Linked DNA regions of Sus scrofa: region 1 is linked to region 2. Evidence: chromatin contacts called from public Hi-C data. All regions are on one chromosome and are shown on one strand. Each heading gives the region's core, a stretch centred on a gene start, on an enhancer-like site or on the middle of the called end of the contact. The rest is flanking DNA. Distances are from core to core; before and after follow the strand shown.

Evidence for each region. Hi-C and Micro-C count contacts between places; a contact is called where the count stands out from the background.
Region 1: a contact with region 2 is called in a Hi-C map of liver, with 4 times the contacts expected there. The contact joins the promoter of IRS2 here to the enhancer-like site in region 2. A contact is called at or near these places in 1 of 5 promoter capture datasets (liver), 7 of 47 Hi-C or Micro-C datasets (liver, retroperitoneal adipose tissue and skeletal muscle) and 2 of 2 datasets of contacts at active chromatin or transcription factors (alveolar macrophages and skeletal muscle).

Annotation. Positions count from the first base shown.
Region 1 is chr11:76,652,838-76,657,410 of Sscrofa11.1, reverse strand. It overlaps IRS2 (insulin receptor substrate 2), which reads left to right and starts at 2,772. Exons shown (of 3, transcript XM_021065907.1): 1 at 2,772-4,573. The coding sequence starts at 2,798. LOC110255859 (a long non-coding RNA gene) reads right to left here and starts at 2,000. Exons shown (of 2, transcript XR_002336770.1): 1 at 1-2,000.
Region 2 is chr11:76,380,951-76,385,205 of Sscrofa11.1, reverse strand. No RefSeq gene overlaps it. Among named protein-coding and RNA genes, the nearest start is that of IRS2, 270 kb to the left of the region's middle. Within about 2 kb of position 1,830, at least 9 of the 83 cell types and tissues checked have an H3K27ac peak or open chromatin away from gene starts, as enhancers often do. A contact at or near this core is called in liver, where this site is marked.

The DNA.
Region 1 (4,573 bases), core at 1,523-4,022, 270 kb before region 2:
TACCTTCCAATGGGCATAGCAAATACATATTCAGGGACTATTTGGAAACTTAATTTTGTATCAAAAGCCCAAATCAAAGAGAAATACTTTCTCAGAAGAAATTACTCTGGCATGATGCTGAAGAGAAGTCGCCCCTACCAGCGCCCTCTGCTAGTTAGAGTTTCTGACTGTGTAGGCAGGCCCACCTACTGCAAATCGTCACAAAGTGGATGAGACCAGGCCACATTTTCTTCAAGTGCCCAGATAAGAATCCCCCATCTCTCCTCTCTGATTGGACAGATCGCTAGGCAACAGCTGTTCCCATCCAAAGGGCAACAAGATCTAAAAAGAATACAAAACCAAAGTGCAATGATCATAAGGGTGGTGCCCTCAACGCACACACAATCATACACACCCACACACAGAAACACACACAGAGATATACACACACACTTAAAGCAGCACTCCTAAAAGTATTTTTTAAAGCGTGGTTAAAAATGAAGGATCAAGTTTAAATATACCTCTCTATAGTTCTATGATGGTATTTGTCATTGATTATTCCTGCTTATATTACTCATCAATAATCATAACTTGTATACCTAACAAACAAAAATGCTATGATCTTTCTGTAAGTAGGGATCTCCTGACCCATAGAATTAACTGGTAGAATTTTTAAGTCCCATTTTTACAACCATGTTAAATATATAGATCATCCTTTCAAAAAATTACAATCTTAAATCATTTTTTTTAATGTAGGGCTTCATCCCATTTAACATAAAGACTTTTATAAAGTATAGAGGACATTTAAAGGCAAACTTCCAGGACTTATAAAAATTAACCAACACTGTTGTTTCAAACTATTTCATGAAGGCACATAATTAAAAAAAAAAAAAAAAAGTAAGGGCTTTTGTGTTTAGCCTTCTTAGTTTCTGCAGGATCTGGAGCCTGCCTGGATCCGAACCCAAGAACTCCCCCTCTCACCAGTAGCCCTCACTGTTATTTGGGAGATGCGATTGTACCGGGTGAGTCCTCATTTGTAATCGACTTTGAAAGTCACAAAAGCCACGTAGATGTAAACACTCGAAGCACTTCTTCAAGGGCGTATTCCACGCGGCGCAGACTGCGGGCTAAGCGCGCGCAGGTCTGCAGCCGCCCGCTCCTGCGCCTCCCCCACGCGGTGCCGAGGGTCGGGCGGGAGGAGGGCACCCGCGGCGGGGACCCGGCTCCCGGGGCTGTGTGCTCGCTGGAGCCCGCCCTCTTCCCGGCACTATGGAAACTGCAGTTCTCCACGCCCGCTCGTCCTCCTTCTCTTTCTCCTATTACATCCCCAACAGCCGATTTCAACTTCCCGAGAACCTGACAAGTGAATGGCGCTGATGACGCCCCGGAAAGAGCCCACGACCGGGTGCGGGGGAAGGGCGCCCCTGAGCGGGTGGGATCCCGCCAGCGGCCGCCGCCAGCGCGGCCTGGGGTAGAGGGCGCCGCATCCGCGCCCCCTCCCGCACCCCGACTCTCCTTCCAGGAAGGGGCACCGAAGCTGCTGCCGATCCAGAGCTCACCGGTGACGGACTAATGTGATGCTCGTAAACAAGCCGGGGCCGGGCACCCGGGAACCACCCAGGCGCAAACCCGCCAAGGCGCGCCCCCACCCCGAGCCTGGGCGCGGGATCTGCTGGCCGAAGTGTGTGTTGGGGGAAGGTGGTTCCGAGAGGGCAGCCAAGTTCACTGCCCCTTCTTGGCCCCCAGCAAATGGGGCGGCGGCGGGGCGATGCGGGGCCCGAGTGGGGTGCTACCTCCGCCTCCCCTGCACCAAGCCCAGGTCCGCGGTCTCGGCCCCTGATCTCCGCAGGCGCCCACCCCCTACAGTGTTCCCTCCCCCGGTCCCCTCCCCGGCGGAAGCTTCGAGCCCAATTAATTGAGTCAAAGGCGGGAGGGCAGGGCCCTCCGCGCGGCGGCCGGCCCCCGCCCCTCCCGCGCGCCCCTTTTCCCGCCCTGGGTGGCATCTCCTCCGCCGGCATCCCCAACGAGCCTCTGATTAATGAGGCTCGGGCCGGCCCCCACCCCGCCCCGGGCCCCGGCCTCCGCGGGAGGGGGAGGGGACGGCGGGAAACGCGGCCCCGGGAGAAAGGGGGGCGGGGCGGGGGCGCGCGGCCCGCCCCCCCCGCGCCCGGCGCCCATTGGCCGCACGCGCCGTCCGTCCGGGGGCGCGGCGCCAATGCGGGCGGCGGGGCGGGGCGGCCGCGCAGTGTGTGCCTGCGTAACGCCGAGTCACATGTTGTTTTGCTCTTCTTAGTTCAGTCACTCGGTGCGCGATGTGTTACTCACTGTGCGGCGGGGACCGCGACGAGCCCGGGTCGCCGTTGGCAGCAGCAGCAGCACCAACCCCGGCGGCGGCGCGGACCCCGAGTACCCGGGCACACCCCGGCACCGCGGAGCGCGGCGCAGCGGCGGGACCGGTGCGGCCGCGCGCGCCTTAAGGCTCGGCCCCACGGCTCGGGGACCCCGACTCTCGGCCCAGCCAGCGAGTCCCCAGGCGCCGCCCGAGAGCCCAGGAGGAAGCGGCCGCGGGCAGCCGGGCCAGGGGGCGGCCACCGCCCGCGTTGGTCATCCTCTGGGGCCCCGGAGCGCGGAGGGCGCTGCGCCACCGCGCGGTGCCGGCCCCCGCGGGCCTCCCCGAACCTTCTCCACCTCCTGGGCCCGAGGGACGCGGGCTCGGGCGGGCGAGCAGGGGGGGGAGGGAGCCGCTCCCGCCCGCGCCCCCTCCGCTCCCTCCAGCCCCTCCAAGCCCGGCCGGGCGGCGGGGCCTGAATCGCCGGCGATGGCGAGCCCGCCGCTGCACGGGCCCCCCGGGCCGGCGGGCGGCGACGGCCCCAACCTCAACAACAACAACAACAACAACAACCACAGCGTGCGCAAGTGCGGCTACCTGCGCAAGCAGAAGCACGGCCACAAGCGCTTCTTCGTGCTGCGCGGGCCCGGCGCGGGCGGCGACGAGGCGACGGCGACAGCGGGTGGGGGGTCGGCGCCGCAGCCGCCGCGGCTCGAGTACTACGAGAGCGAGAAGAAGTGGCGGAGCAAGGCGGGCGCCCCGAAGCGGGTCATCGCGCTCGACTGCTGCCTGAACATCAACAAGCGCGCTGACGCCAAGCACAAGTACCTGATCGCCCTCTACACCAAGGACGAGTACTTTGCCGTAGCGGCCGAGAACGAGCAGGAGCAGGAGGGCTGGTACCGCGCGCTCACCGACCTGGTCAGCGAGGGCCGCGCGAGCGCCGGCGACGCGCCCCCCGCCGCCGCCACCGCCGCGTCCTGCAGCGCCTCCCTGCCCGGCGCCCTGGGCGGCTCGGCCGGCGCCGCGGCGGCCGATGACAGCTACGGGCTGGTGGCGCCCGCCACGGCCGCCTACCGCGAGGTGTGGCAGGTGAACCTGAAGCCCAAGGGCCTGGGCCAGAGCAAGAACCTGACGGGCGTGTACCGCCTGTGCCTGTCGGCGCGCACCATCGGCTTCGTGAAGCTCAACTGCGAGCAGCCGTCGGTGACCCTGCAGCTCATGAACATCCGCCGCTGCGGCCACTCGGACAGCTTCTTCTTCATCGAGGTGGGCCGCTCGGCCGTCACGGGCCCGGGAGAGCTGTGGATGCAGGCGGACGACTCGGTGGTGGCCCAGAACATCCACGAGACCATCCTGGAGGCCATGAAGGCGCTCAAGGAGCTCTTCGAGTTCCGGCCGCGCAGCAAGAGCCAGTCGTCCGGCTCGTCAGCCACGCACCCCATCAGCGTCCCCGGCGCGCGCCGCCACCACCACCTGGTCAACCTGCCCCCCAGCCAGACTGGCCTGGTGCGCCGCTCGCGCACGGACAGCCTGGCCGCCACCCCGCCGGCGGCCAAGTGCAGCTCGTGCCGGGTTCGCACGGCCAGCGAGGGCGACGGCGGCGCGGCTGCGGGGGCCGGGGCGGCAGGCGGGAGGCCGGTGTCGGTGTCGGGGAGCCCCCTGAGCCCAGGGCCTGTGCGCGCGCCCCTGAGCCGCTCGCACACCCTGAGCGGCGGCTGCGGCGGCCGCGCCAGCAAAGTGACGCTGGCGCCGGCAGGGGGCGCTCTGCAACACAGCCGCTCCATGTCCATGCCCGTGGCGCACTCGCCCCCGGCCGCCACCAGCCCGGGCAGCCTGTCGTCCAGCAGCGGGCATGGCTCGGGCTCCTACCCGCCACCTCCCGGCCCACACCCGCACCTGCAGCATCCCCTGCACCCTCAGCGACCCTCCAGCGGCAGCGCCTCGGCTTCGGGCTCCCCCAGCGACCCTGGCTTTATGTCCCTGGATGAGTATGGCTCTAGCCCTGGGGACCTGAGAGCCTTCTGCAGCCACAGGAGCAACACGCCCGAATCCATCGCCGAGACTCCCCCGGCCAGGGACGTCAGCGGGGGCGAGCTGTACGGGTACATGACCATGGACCGGCCTCTGAGCCACTGTGGGCGCCCCTACCGCAGGGTATCCGGGGACGGGGCCCAGGACTTGGATAGAGGGCTGAGAAAGAGGACTTACTCCCTGACCACACCTGCCCGGCAGCGGCCGGTGCCCCAGCCCTCCTCCGCATCC
Region 2 (4,255 bases), core at 581-3,080:
GGAAACCTCCATATGCCACGGGTACAGTCCTAGAAAAGGCAAAATAATAATAATAATAATACAAATAAGTCTACAAAAATGAAGAAAAAAAAAAGAAAGAAAGAAATCAAGAAATCAACACCCACTTGTGGCCACTCTCAGCTTAAGAATTTCTTATTCCTGACAAACAGTGCATCTGATCTCAACTTTTTTCAGCAGATTCTCAGTTTTGTTGGGTGTTATTCTTCAAATAGCTAAACCTCTTTGTGTCTCTTTTACTTTGTGTCTAAATCTGGCAGCTGTAGGTTGTTATAATAAGTATTTTTTAACTTAATATTAGTGGTCTGTGATGCCTAGTTGCATGTTTTGGAATTAAATCAATGTTTAGAAACAGTAACCAATAATATTGAACCAGTGTGTGTCTCTTAAAATCTTAAGATTCAGTGAAACAGTCAGTAATGCATACAGAATGTCTTAATCTGACAATTCAACATTTCTTTTCCTTTGAGGCTGATCTATTCTACACTTAATTACCAATAATTTCCCACCAGGTATGATATGATAAGAAGTAAATGTCAATAATTTGTAATCGTGTAAGACAGTTTAATTTTTCCTTTAGAGAGATTTATTTCTAACTGTTTCTCTGGTGTGTAGCAGTTGAAATATTAGATAATGGATTTTTATTGATTTTAAGCTGAACAGGGACGAGGTACGAAATACATTTCCATAACTCTGACGGTCATGAGACTCAGAGTGTATTGATTGCATTGATGTAACACATTTGTTCGTTTAGAACATTAACCTCATGAGAAGAGAAAATGCACTCCAGCAGGTAGATGTGGCCTGTTGCACTGGAAGGGGTGGGGGGAGGGAGGGGGGGAAGGGGGGAGGGAAGGAGGGAGGGGGACGGGAGAGGAAGAGGGGGAGGGGGCGGGGAGAGAGGAAGAGGGATCTTTTAACCCACTACAGCAGGTGGTCCGGGAACAAACCTGCGTCTCTGCAGAGCCCTGATCTGCAGCCGTCAGATTCTGAACTTCTGAACCCACTGCACCACAGCAGGAACGCCCACGGTTTGTGTTCTGACCCAGCCTTCACTCTTCCAGTGTTTTTCCTTCCATTCATACATTACCGTCTGTGTTTGTGTATAAAATATAACACCCGATATGCAGCTTAGCCATTTGTCGGGCTGCCGTTTTCATTTAACGAGTGTCCAGATCACTCTCTGCTGCCACGAAATGCTCTTCAGGACATTTCTGCCGAAGCCTCTCTTCGCCAGACGTGGCCGACTGCTGCTTTTAGCCATGGCTTTGACCTAAGCACTTTCATCTGAGGCTTGCTTAAACTACACATCTGCTGGAGCCTGGAGCTAAAACTGGGTCATTAAAAACAGAGCGCTTTAGACCTAGCAGAATCTTCCCAACTGTCTCTAGCAGAGGGTGGCCCTGAAGCCAGTGTCACCTTTGTTGATTTGCCTGAGGTCATCCCCAGCCAGAAGCAGCACTGGTCACACGCAGGGCCCCCCCCACGCCCACGTCCGGTCCCTTGCGGGACAAGACTGTGCAACAGGAGGACCCCAGGGTCAGGGACACTGGGGCTGGGCGCCCGCTCTGAAGCTCCTGCCGCTGTGACTCTAGCCAAGGGACCTGGCAGCCAGGGCCCCGTTTCCTAATTTCCGCTTGTAGCACAGCGTGTGTATTTACACGGAGTAGTGCAGGCACGTAATAAATTACAGAGACATTTAAGGAAGAGATGGTCAAGTCTTATTTTATTTTATTTTATAAGCCCTGCAGTCCGCTCCTCGGCCTGGCAGTGAGGGCTCCTGGCCCTGTGCTCAGCCTCCTCTCCCCATGGACTGTAACGTCACGGTCTGTGTGCCAGCCCCTCGGGGTGATTTGCAGCTTCCTGAGCATGAAGTGACTTGTACATGTTTCCTTAAGCAGAAGCCACTTGTGCCTCATTTCCATCCCTGCCACCAACGTCACTGCTTACCTTCTCGGTTACACTCACCGCGTTTTCATCCAGATTTGTTCTCACGATGGGAACTCTGATGACCCCGCCTCTGCTCTCCAGGGGCCTCCCATGGCTTCCCACCGCCCCTGGACTGGCTTAACCTGGTAACCTGGTCAGAGGAAACCTCACACTGTGCTCAAGTGGACTGTGCCCCCCGCTGCTTCCCCTAAGACAGTCAACTCCCCAAGGGGAAGGTCTATTTGTCTCCTCCTTATACCCCCAAGGTGTGACCCAGAGTCTGGCAAATCGGTACTGCCCACAAAATCATTACTCATGGAGTGACTCTGTGTTGTCGCCTAATCTCTGTGAGAAATAACTTCATAAGGTCCAGGAGCCTGAGCGTCAGAACTGCCAAATTTCTTCTCCCCTGGGGACCAAATCACATCAGGAATAGGCTGGAAGATCCAGAAGGAGAAAAGAATCTAGTAGTTACTGCCTGAGGCTCCTTATGCATCCATCCAACTACGGAGAGAAAGTAATTTTATTTCTTTTTCTGATATTTCCTTGTTAAAGTGTAGAAATGCACCTGATTTCCGCATGTTCACTATATCCTGCACCTTCACTGAATTCATTGAGTAGTTTCAACAGTTTTTTGGTTGGGTCTTTAGGATTTTCTATATAGAAAATCCTATCATCTGCTGATAACAATTTTATCTCATTTTCCCCCACTTTGTATGCCTTTTATTTCTTAAAAAAAAAAAAAAAAATTTTTTGTCTTTTTACGGCTGCACGCATGGCATATGGAGGTTCCCAGGCTAGGGGTTGAATTGGAGTTGCAGCTGTCGGCCTACACCAGAGCCATAGCAATGTGGGATCCCAGGTTTATCTGTGACGTACACCACACCTCACAGCAACGCCAGATCCTTAACCCACTGAGTGAGGCCGGGGATTGAACCTGTGTCCTCATGGATGACAGTCAGATTTGTTTCTGCCAAGCCATGATGGGAACTCGGCCTTTCATTTCTTTGTCTTGCCTAATTTCTCTGGCCAGGCCTTCTGTTACTATGTTGGATACAAGCAGTGAGAGTGGGCGAGGTCTTATCACTAATCTTTGAGGGGAAGATTTCAATCTCATATTTCATGATACTAGCTGTGGGCTTGCCACATACAGCCTTTACTATGTGAGGTACGTTTCTTCTACAGCCAATTTGATGGGGGTTTTTATTATGAAAGGATGTTACTGTTTTGTCCAATGCTTTTTCTGCATCCATTTATGTGATCTTATGATTTTTACCTTTTATTCTGTTAATGAGGTCTATCACACTTATTGATTTTCATAGGTCGAGCCATCCTTGCATGACAGGGATAAAACCCATGTGGTCATGGTGTATATATCCCTTTGAATGTGCTGTTGGATTTGCTTAGCTAATATTTTGCTGAGAATTTTTGCATCTATGTTCATCAGCGATAGCAGTCGATAGTTTTCTTGTGGTGTTCTTATCCATCTTTGGTATTGGGGTCATGCTGGCCTTGTGAAATGAGTTTAAAAGAGTTCCTATCTCATCAGTTTTTTGTATGAGTTTGAGACATATAGGCATTAAATCTTTAAATGAGATAGGTTTGCCCATGGGAAAAGAATGCTTTGAAGTATGTGAATGAAGCTCTACTCCCTAAACAATGGATAATCAAAGCCTTCTTTTGTGTCAGTTACTATAATTTTGTCTGTGTTTACAGCACTATCCTTCCCTACCGTCCTCCTCACACCGTTCTGAAGTTAGCTTTTGTAGGCATGAGAACGGATCTGTTTCTTTAAACTGATTTTCTATCTCTGCTTGGCTATATGCTTATTTTATGGATAGACTCTCTAAAAGAAATCCTAATTTTCTAATGTCCAAGTTATTATCGAGATGCAACTTCCTGGGAAGCACCAATTGTAGACCTCAGCTTGTCAATGATTTTTTACGATACATATTATATAATATGGTTGCAGTATATGACAGAGTTCCCAGCAAAAGAACTTGCGATCTTATTAGGGTCTGAATACATGAATTTTTTAAAATTAACAGTAATTTATCATAAGTCATCTTGAAACAGAGTTATTTAGAAGGGTGTTTTTCACAGTGCTATTGTCATAAAAGCGTAGAAATGACCAGTACTTGAAGTTTTAAATTATGATGGCTTCTTTGGCTGCTACAGAAATCATACCTTCAAAGCTACTTAATGCTGTTTCTAAGGATAATCAATTTAGAGAAAGAAAAGAGCACAAATTCAAAATACAACGCCGTCATCTGCTATCACCATAGGAGAAAATACAGGATTGGAGAAA